Regions from separate parts of the Mus musculus genome. Here region 1 is linked to region 2. Evidence: chromatin contacts called from public Hi-C data. All regions are on one chromosome and are shown on one strand. The core of a region is the stretch at or near the end of the contact, and the rest is flanking DNA. Distances in the headings are between cores, read along the strand shown. Region 1 has its middle 21 kb from the start of Gm39556. Region 2 holds the start of Ly6k (lymphocyte antigen 6 complex, locus K).

Evidence for each region. A called contact is a pair of places that touch in the nucleus more often than the background predicts.
Region 1: a contact with region 2 is called in a Hi-C map of B cells, with 60 read pairs. The contact joins the enhancer-like site here to the promoter of Ly6k in region 2. A contact is called at or near these places in 1 of 39 promoter capture datasets (liver), 1 of 484 Hi-C or Micro-C datasets (B cells), 3 of 115 datasets of contacts at active chromatin or transcription factors (double positive thymocytes, large pre-B cells and regulatory T cell precursor) and 2 of 9 other capture datasets (liver and pancreatic islet).

The regions. Positions count from the first base shown.
Region 1 is chr15:74,904,186-74,907,559 of GRCm38.p6, forward strand. No RefSeq gene overlaps it. Among named protein-coding and RNA genes, the nearest start is that of Gm39556, 21 kb to the right of the region's middle. Within about 2 kb of position 2,111, at least 41 of the 459 cell types and tissues checked have an H3K27ac peak or open chromatin away from gene starts, as enhancers often do. A contact at or near this core is called in B cells and double positive thymocytes, where this site is marked.
Region 2 is chr15:74,798,092-74,801,592 of GRCm38.p6, forward strand. It overlaps Ly6k (lymphocyte antigen 6 complex, locus K), which reads right to left and starts at 1,877. Exons shown (of 4, transcript NM_029627.2): 1 at 1,679-1,877; 2 at 1,328-1,404; 3 at 444-542. The coding sequence starts at 1,385.

The sequences.
Region 1 (3,374 bases), core at 861-3,360, 110 kb after region 2:
AAAAAAAGAACTGACTCCATCAGGTTTTCTGACTTCCATATTCAAACCAAGGCACACACTCACACACATGTGCAAGCATGCACACACACACACACACACACACACACACACAAATAAATGTAATAAATAATTTTTAAAATTTAATTATAAATTTTGGGTGTAGTGGTACACACCTATAATCCCAGTATTTGGGTAGTGGAGGCAGGAGGATCAGAAGTTGAAGCAACCAGACTAGATTATACGAGACCTTGTCTCAAAAAACAACAAAAACAGAAATGGCTCAGGGGTTAAGAGCACTGGCTGTTCTTACAGAAGAGAAGGGTTTGATTCCCAGCACCTGTTAGCAATCTGTCTAAGTTCCACCTCCACAGTTGCCTGGCAACAGTCAGGCTTGCCTGACTCACTATAAAAGGGGCTGCTTGCCCCCTCCTCTCTCTCTTGCTCTTGCCTTCTTGCTCCTGCTCTGTCTCCTTGCCCCTTCCCCCTTCTCTCTCTCTCTCTCTCTCTCTCTCTCTCTCTCTCTCTCTCTCTCTCTCTCTCTCTCTCTCTCTCCCCTCCCTCTCTTCCTCTCTCTTTCTCTCTGCCTCTACTACCCTCTTAACTCCCCTCCCCATGCCCTGAATAAACTGTATTCTATATTATACCATCCTATGGGTGGTCTCTAAGGGGAAAGGGATGCCTCAGCATGGGCCCACCGAGGCACCCCTCCCCCCACACCTGACTATACCTCCACCAAAACATATCCCCTCCTCTCTTTATCTTTTTATAAACACATTAGCACCCACAAGGCAGCTCACAACCATCTGTAACTCCAGTCCCAGGAGATACAGGGTTCTCTTCCAGCCTCCACAGGCAATGCATGTACGTGCAGGCAAAACATCCATATGAAGTATATATTTTGTTTGTTTCTTTTTTTCTAGACAGGGTCTCCCTGTGTAGTCTTGGCTGGTCTGGAGCTTGCTCTGACCTTGAACTCAGAGCGCCACCTGTCTCTGCCTTCTGTGCCACCACTGCCTGCCCAGCCAAAACAAGTTTTTAATGAAAAAAAAAGTTTTTAAGAAAAATTAATGGCACGAGCATAAATAAATAATTGCACCACTAGAATAGGGAACAAAATACCCATTGAAGGAGTTACAGAGACAAAGTTTGGAGCTAAGAGAAAAAGATGGACTATCCAGAGACTACCCCACCCGGGGGTCCATCCCATAATCAGCCACCAAAACCAGACACTATTGCATATGCCAGAAAGATTTTGCTGAAGGGACCCTAATATAGCTGTCTCGTATGAGGCTATTCCAGTGCCTGGCAAATACGGAAGTGGAATGCTCACAGTCATCTATAGGATGGAACACAGAGCCCCCAATGGAGGAGCTAGAGAAAGTACCCAAGGAGCTGAAGGTCTGCAACCTTATAGGTGGGACAACAATATGAACTAACCAGTACCCCCAGAGCTCCTATCTCTAGCTGCATATGTAGCAGAAGATGGCCTAGTTGGCCATCAGTGGAAAGAGAGGCCTCTAGGTCTTGCAAACTTTATATGCCTCAGTACAGGGGAACACCAGGACCAAGAAGTGGGAGTGGGTGGGTAGGGTAGCAGGGAAGGGGGAGGGTATAGGGAACTTTCGGGATAGCATTTGAAATGTAAATAAAGAAAATATCTAATAAAAAAATAAGAAAGTAATTACATAGGTACTGAGAACTAGACCAAGGTCCTCTTCAATACCAACAATGAACCATGAACAACAACAACTCTTAACCATGAAGCCATGGGGGGGGTGTGGTATAGGGGTCTTTCGGAGAGGAAACTAGGAAAGGGGATAGCATTTGAAATGTAAATGAAGAAAATTCTAATAAAAAAAAGAATAAAAAATTTGCACCAGATAAAAAATAAGTATTAACAAATCTTGAAGACTGTGGGAACAACAACGGAGCTAGAATAATGAGCCCTCAAAGCCTGTTTCTGGGGGAAACTGGGAGATCTGGAGGCCACCTGTGTCAGCCATGTTTCCAGTGGAAACCGCAAAAGTTCTGCTTGGTTTTGTGACGGCCCGTGGGACATCTGAGATCTGTTATATTCGTTTACTTCAAGGAAACCAATAGACACCTTATGAGCTAACTCTGTGGCTTTGGGTAGGGGCAATGCAGCTGCCATTTGGTTACCGGTGCTCCTGTAAGGAACCCCCAAGGGACTCGCCAAGCTTCAATAGAATGTTTTCTTTTTTTACTCTGTCACCTGTGTCCTATTTTAGGCAATTAAGCATGTGTTCACATCTCCCCAGGGAAAGTCATGACACAGTCCTAAAGAATTGACCAGGGTCTTCTCTAGTGTGTCTGTGACATGTTTTCAGGAATCATGTAGTGGGGGGAGGTGTGCTCCCCATTGAGGTCCGACATCAACAGGCTGGGTGTCCCGATGGAGCAGGAATCTGTAAGAAAGGGGAAAGAATGACTCTTCCTCCCCACGCAACTCCGTTTCAGTCGTGGAAACGTCATGCTTCTGTCTTTGAGCATGAACTTGAGCCATTGGACCCCCAGGGGACTTTGGGGCCTTTAGGCATTGGCTGGATCACATTTTCTGTAGTCTTGAGTCTCATTGCTTTGATGATAGCTTCCCCAGCTCTGAACACACCTTCTTTGGAACTTTCCAGTCTCACAGGTGGATCTGATGATTTCCATTTACATACATTTTATTGGCTTGTTTCCCTAAAGGAGCCTGACTAATACATTTTGGTTGCAAAATTTTGGAGATGGAGGCAGAAAGATCTGGAGTCCAAGACCAGCTTTAGCCTATATACAAGTATGAGGGCAGCCTGAGCTACATAAGACCCTGTCTTAACAACCAACTAAGAAAAAAAATTATGAAACACATGTGCATACACACACTCAGACATATACAAGCACACTATAGTCTACTTTAATTCTACCCCAGCCTCAGGCTGATCCAACCCTGCTCACTAGACTGTGAAATCTCTGGGTCACTGAGTTGAGACTCCCAGTCTATAATGCTAGTCTACTTTGCCAGCCTGGCTGCTGAGTTCATTTGGCCTTGCCCTTAGCTTTGGCTTGGTCCCAATCCCAGAGAGTATCATTTGATGTCAGCCTCTGCCCATACTGTGTCCCTGGTCATATTTCGTCTTCGTTTTCTCCTTGACATTTAGACTTCCACAAGTCTTGATCATTGGTGGCCTTGGACTCTATCTTCTTCCTGTCTTAGTCATGAGTGTGACTGTTCTCATATGGCTCTGCTCTTGGCCTTGGCCTTCATCTAGGAAGCTTGAAGAAATCTAAACGTATGTCTTCCTATGCCTCGTGGAGCCAGCAGAATGTGCAGCTCCCTGTGGATGGCTCTCCTGTCATCAGATTGCATCTTCAGC
Region 2 (3,501 bases), core at 627-3,126:
ACCAACTGCTGCTATTGCACCTCTGCCTGGCTCACGCTACCTAGTGCTGAGGCCTACACTTGCTTCTCGGAGCATTCCTCTCATGTGGTTTATTTGTTTGTTTGTTTGTCTGTTTCTCTGTTTTTTTTGTCTGTTTTTGTTTTTATAAAGATTTATTTATTATTATATGTAAGTATACTGTCGCTGTCTTCAGACACACCAGAAGAGGGCATCAAATCTCATTATAGATGGTTGTGAGCCACCATGTGGTTGCTGGGATTTGAATCAGGACCTCTGAAAGATCAGTCAGTGCTCTTAACCTCTGAGCCATCTCTCTAGCCCCTGTTTCTCTGTTTTTTGTTTTTTTTAAAGGTCACCTTTGATTGGACAGCTCCTATTCCTAAAAGTGTTTCTTGTTCTGCCCACAGGACCCAAGGAAAAACCCAGAATGAACCAACACTTACGTGTGACGGCCAACAAACAGAATTTCTTTTCTCCAGGGCACTGGGACGGATTCGAGCAGGCATAGCTGTTCTGCGCCTCACACACATGGCAGGTGAGCGCTGTGAGCCCACGAGTGGAACATTGGAGAGCAAAGAAGAGAAAATGAGACTACTGTTCATCCTGCAGTACTAAACCTGTCATCCTGTTCCATGTGGCCACCAAGTCCAGTGAGTCCCCACTCTCCCCACGCCCACAGTCTGTGCATGCTGCCTGGCCTTGGCGCCTCTGTCTGGAGGCTCCCTCTCTTTTCCATTGGGTGTTTCATTTTTGGACAGTGTTTCACATCTGGAAACACTGCATGAACCCAAATTCTCAAGCAGACACTCTGGGATCAAGATGCCAGAGGACATCCATTCTCACACCACCCTTTACTTTCAACCCCAGGGTTCCGCAGCCACCCTTACTCCTTCTCCACTCTGCCTGTTTCCAGGTCTCATCTTAGATGGGCAATAGAATCTCTCCTGGGTCAGGATTAGGGCAGCTTTCAGTTTTGGGAAAGGCAATAGGGGCACCCTCTCCCACGAATTGCCCATCCCCAGGCATGTTAAAGCTCCAAGGCCAGGGTGGTCTTGGTTTTCTAGGACTTCTTCACAAGAAGGAAGGTCGATGGGAGAGACAGACCAGGAGCCTCTGGGAATGAGCAAACCATGCTTGCCCCTAGAGGAAACTCCAGATCAGAAGCACATCCAGCCCACCCCATCCCATCCCCAATGTCCAGCTGTAGCTTCATGACCTTGAATCTCACATTCCTGAACTTTAGTGTCCCTTACCACAATGGACTCTCTCTGGAGCCCCTAACCTTCGCCATATTGTATCTTCTAGGGGCTTAGGGATCAGTACTTACCGTTACTCTGCACCAACTGTAAGCCCAGAACTACGAGCAAGGCCACTAGGAACGCCATCTCCAGAGGATGCCTGGTCCTGTTGAGGAAAGGAGCGAGTGGCTAGCTCTGTTCACTGAAGTCCCCAGTCCCGCGTGGCACGGAACGCTCCCTCTCCTGGTCTGGATGCCAGCCCCACCCCCCACCTCGCCGCTGCCCCTGGCCTCCCTATCTCTATGTTCCGCTGACTTCCAAGCCCTCACACCGTGGAGAATCTTTCTCACACTTTCTACCCCAGATAGTCGATGTTCTGGACCGCTTGCCGGCCCTTGAAACGAACGGTTAATTTGCTGGCAACCCTCAACCACACTCACTTCCTCAGCAGCCCGTGCCTCAGCGTGTCCACGGGTCCCTGCGTCTGACTGGCGAAGTCGGAGACTCAGCTAGTTTGGGGTCGCTCTTCCCACACTGCCCCCTACAGGGTGCCGTTGGTCCCCTTCTGGAACATTCCGGCTCCCGCAGCCTCCGCGTCTCATTGAGGTCCGCCCAGGGAGGACGGAGAGCTCAGAGTCTGCAAGACACCCAGCTAACAGCGCCCTCTGCCTGACCCCACGATAGTTACTCACATCTTAGCAAGAACCTTCTTCCTGGCAGCCAGACACCAGACAGCCCCACTCTGACAAGATGTGGTGCCAGAGCCTGTGTTCAGATTAGTTCCGTGAACGAACACAACATGCGCAAGCTACTAGATCGACGGGTTTACGGGAACACAGCTCCTTCAGACTGGCACAGGAAGCGCGTCTGCAGATTTTTTTCGTTGAGCTGTCCCCTAGAGAACTCCAGCCAAACCCGTTCCCATTTCTCTTGCCTCCTTTTGACCCTGCTTTCTCCCCACGGTCCTGTGATAATGTTTTTATTTTTATTTTTTATTTTCCACAGTTGCATGAATTCCCTAGCCAGAATTTAGCTCAGCATGTTTAAACAGTCTCCGTTAAGATAGGAAATAAGTTTTTTGGAAGAATTTGTTATAGGCAGTACTGTATTGTCTAGAATGTCACTCTCAGTGTATGTACAAGGGCAGCTTCCCACCAGTGAGGTGGAAAGTCAAAGGGTTAGATGTATTTGCAACTTAGACCACTATGCCCAAGTTGATTGATAGATCAGTGGATAACTTTGTCCTTATGATAAACATAGGTAATAATATGTACACTATTTGTTTTTAAGTAAACAGCATTCTTATCTATTGTCTGGAGTCTCTCTTATCAGTGCAAATAGGATCCTGGTATATATTTTAGTCTGCATTTTTAATGAACTGGGCTGAACAAGTATCTTATTTCTAGTGTTTGTGGTCCATTTTCCTATTGCTCTCTTCATGGTGAGATTAGTTTGTTGTTTTTGTTGTTGTTGGTGGTGATGATGAAAATTCACCTTTTCCCATTTTCCATTTGCTGCCAGTACTTTTAACAAGTAGAGTGTGTATTTTGTACTGTGTGTCCCACCCTCCTTGGGCAACTCTAACTAAATGCTAGAGAAGAAGTGTACAAACAACAGAGATTTATGCTTGCAGCCATGGAGGCTGGAAATCCCCAAGATCAAGGTGCCAAGAGTCTCTATGTCTACTGAGGACTTGTTGTTTTTTAGATGGTACCGTCTAGGTTTGATTACATGGTAGAAAGAAGGAAGGGTTGAACTTACACTCAGCAAAACCATGCCCAAGAGGAGCCTTCATGGCCTAGCCAGTCCCCAAGGATTTCACCTCTCAGTAACACCACAAAGTTTCTCTCTCTCTCTCTCTCTCTCTCTCTGTGTGTGTGTGTGTGTGTGTGTAATTTGGAGAAACACCTATTGTTGTGATTATAAAAAGATAGAGATATTAAGACATTTTCTTTGGGGGTTTGGTGAGGTGTGGGAAGGGGATGTCTCAGAGGGCCCATGCCAAGGCATCCCTTCCCCCTGAGGGATCAGCCACACAATGATATAGTATAGAATAGTATAGAATAGAGATTATTCAGGGCATGGGAGGAGAGTTAAGAGTGTAGTAGAGGCAGAGAAGGGAAGAGAGAGAGAGTGAGAGAGAGAGAGAAGTGAGAAGAGGAAGAGAAGAGGAAGAGAAGAGGAAGGGAAGAGAAGAGAAGAGAAGAGAAGAGAAGAGAAGAGAAGAGAAGAGAAGAGAAGAGAAGAGAAGAGAAGAGAAGTA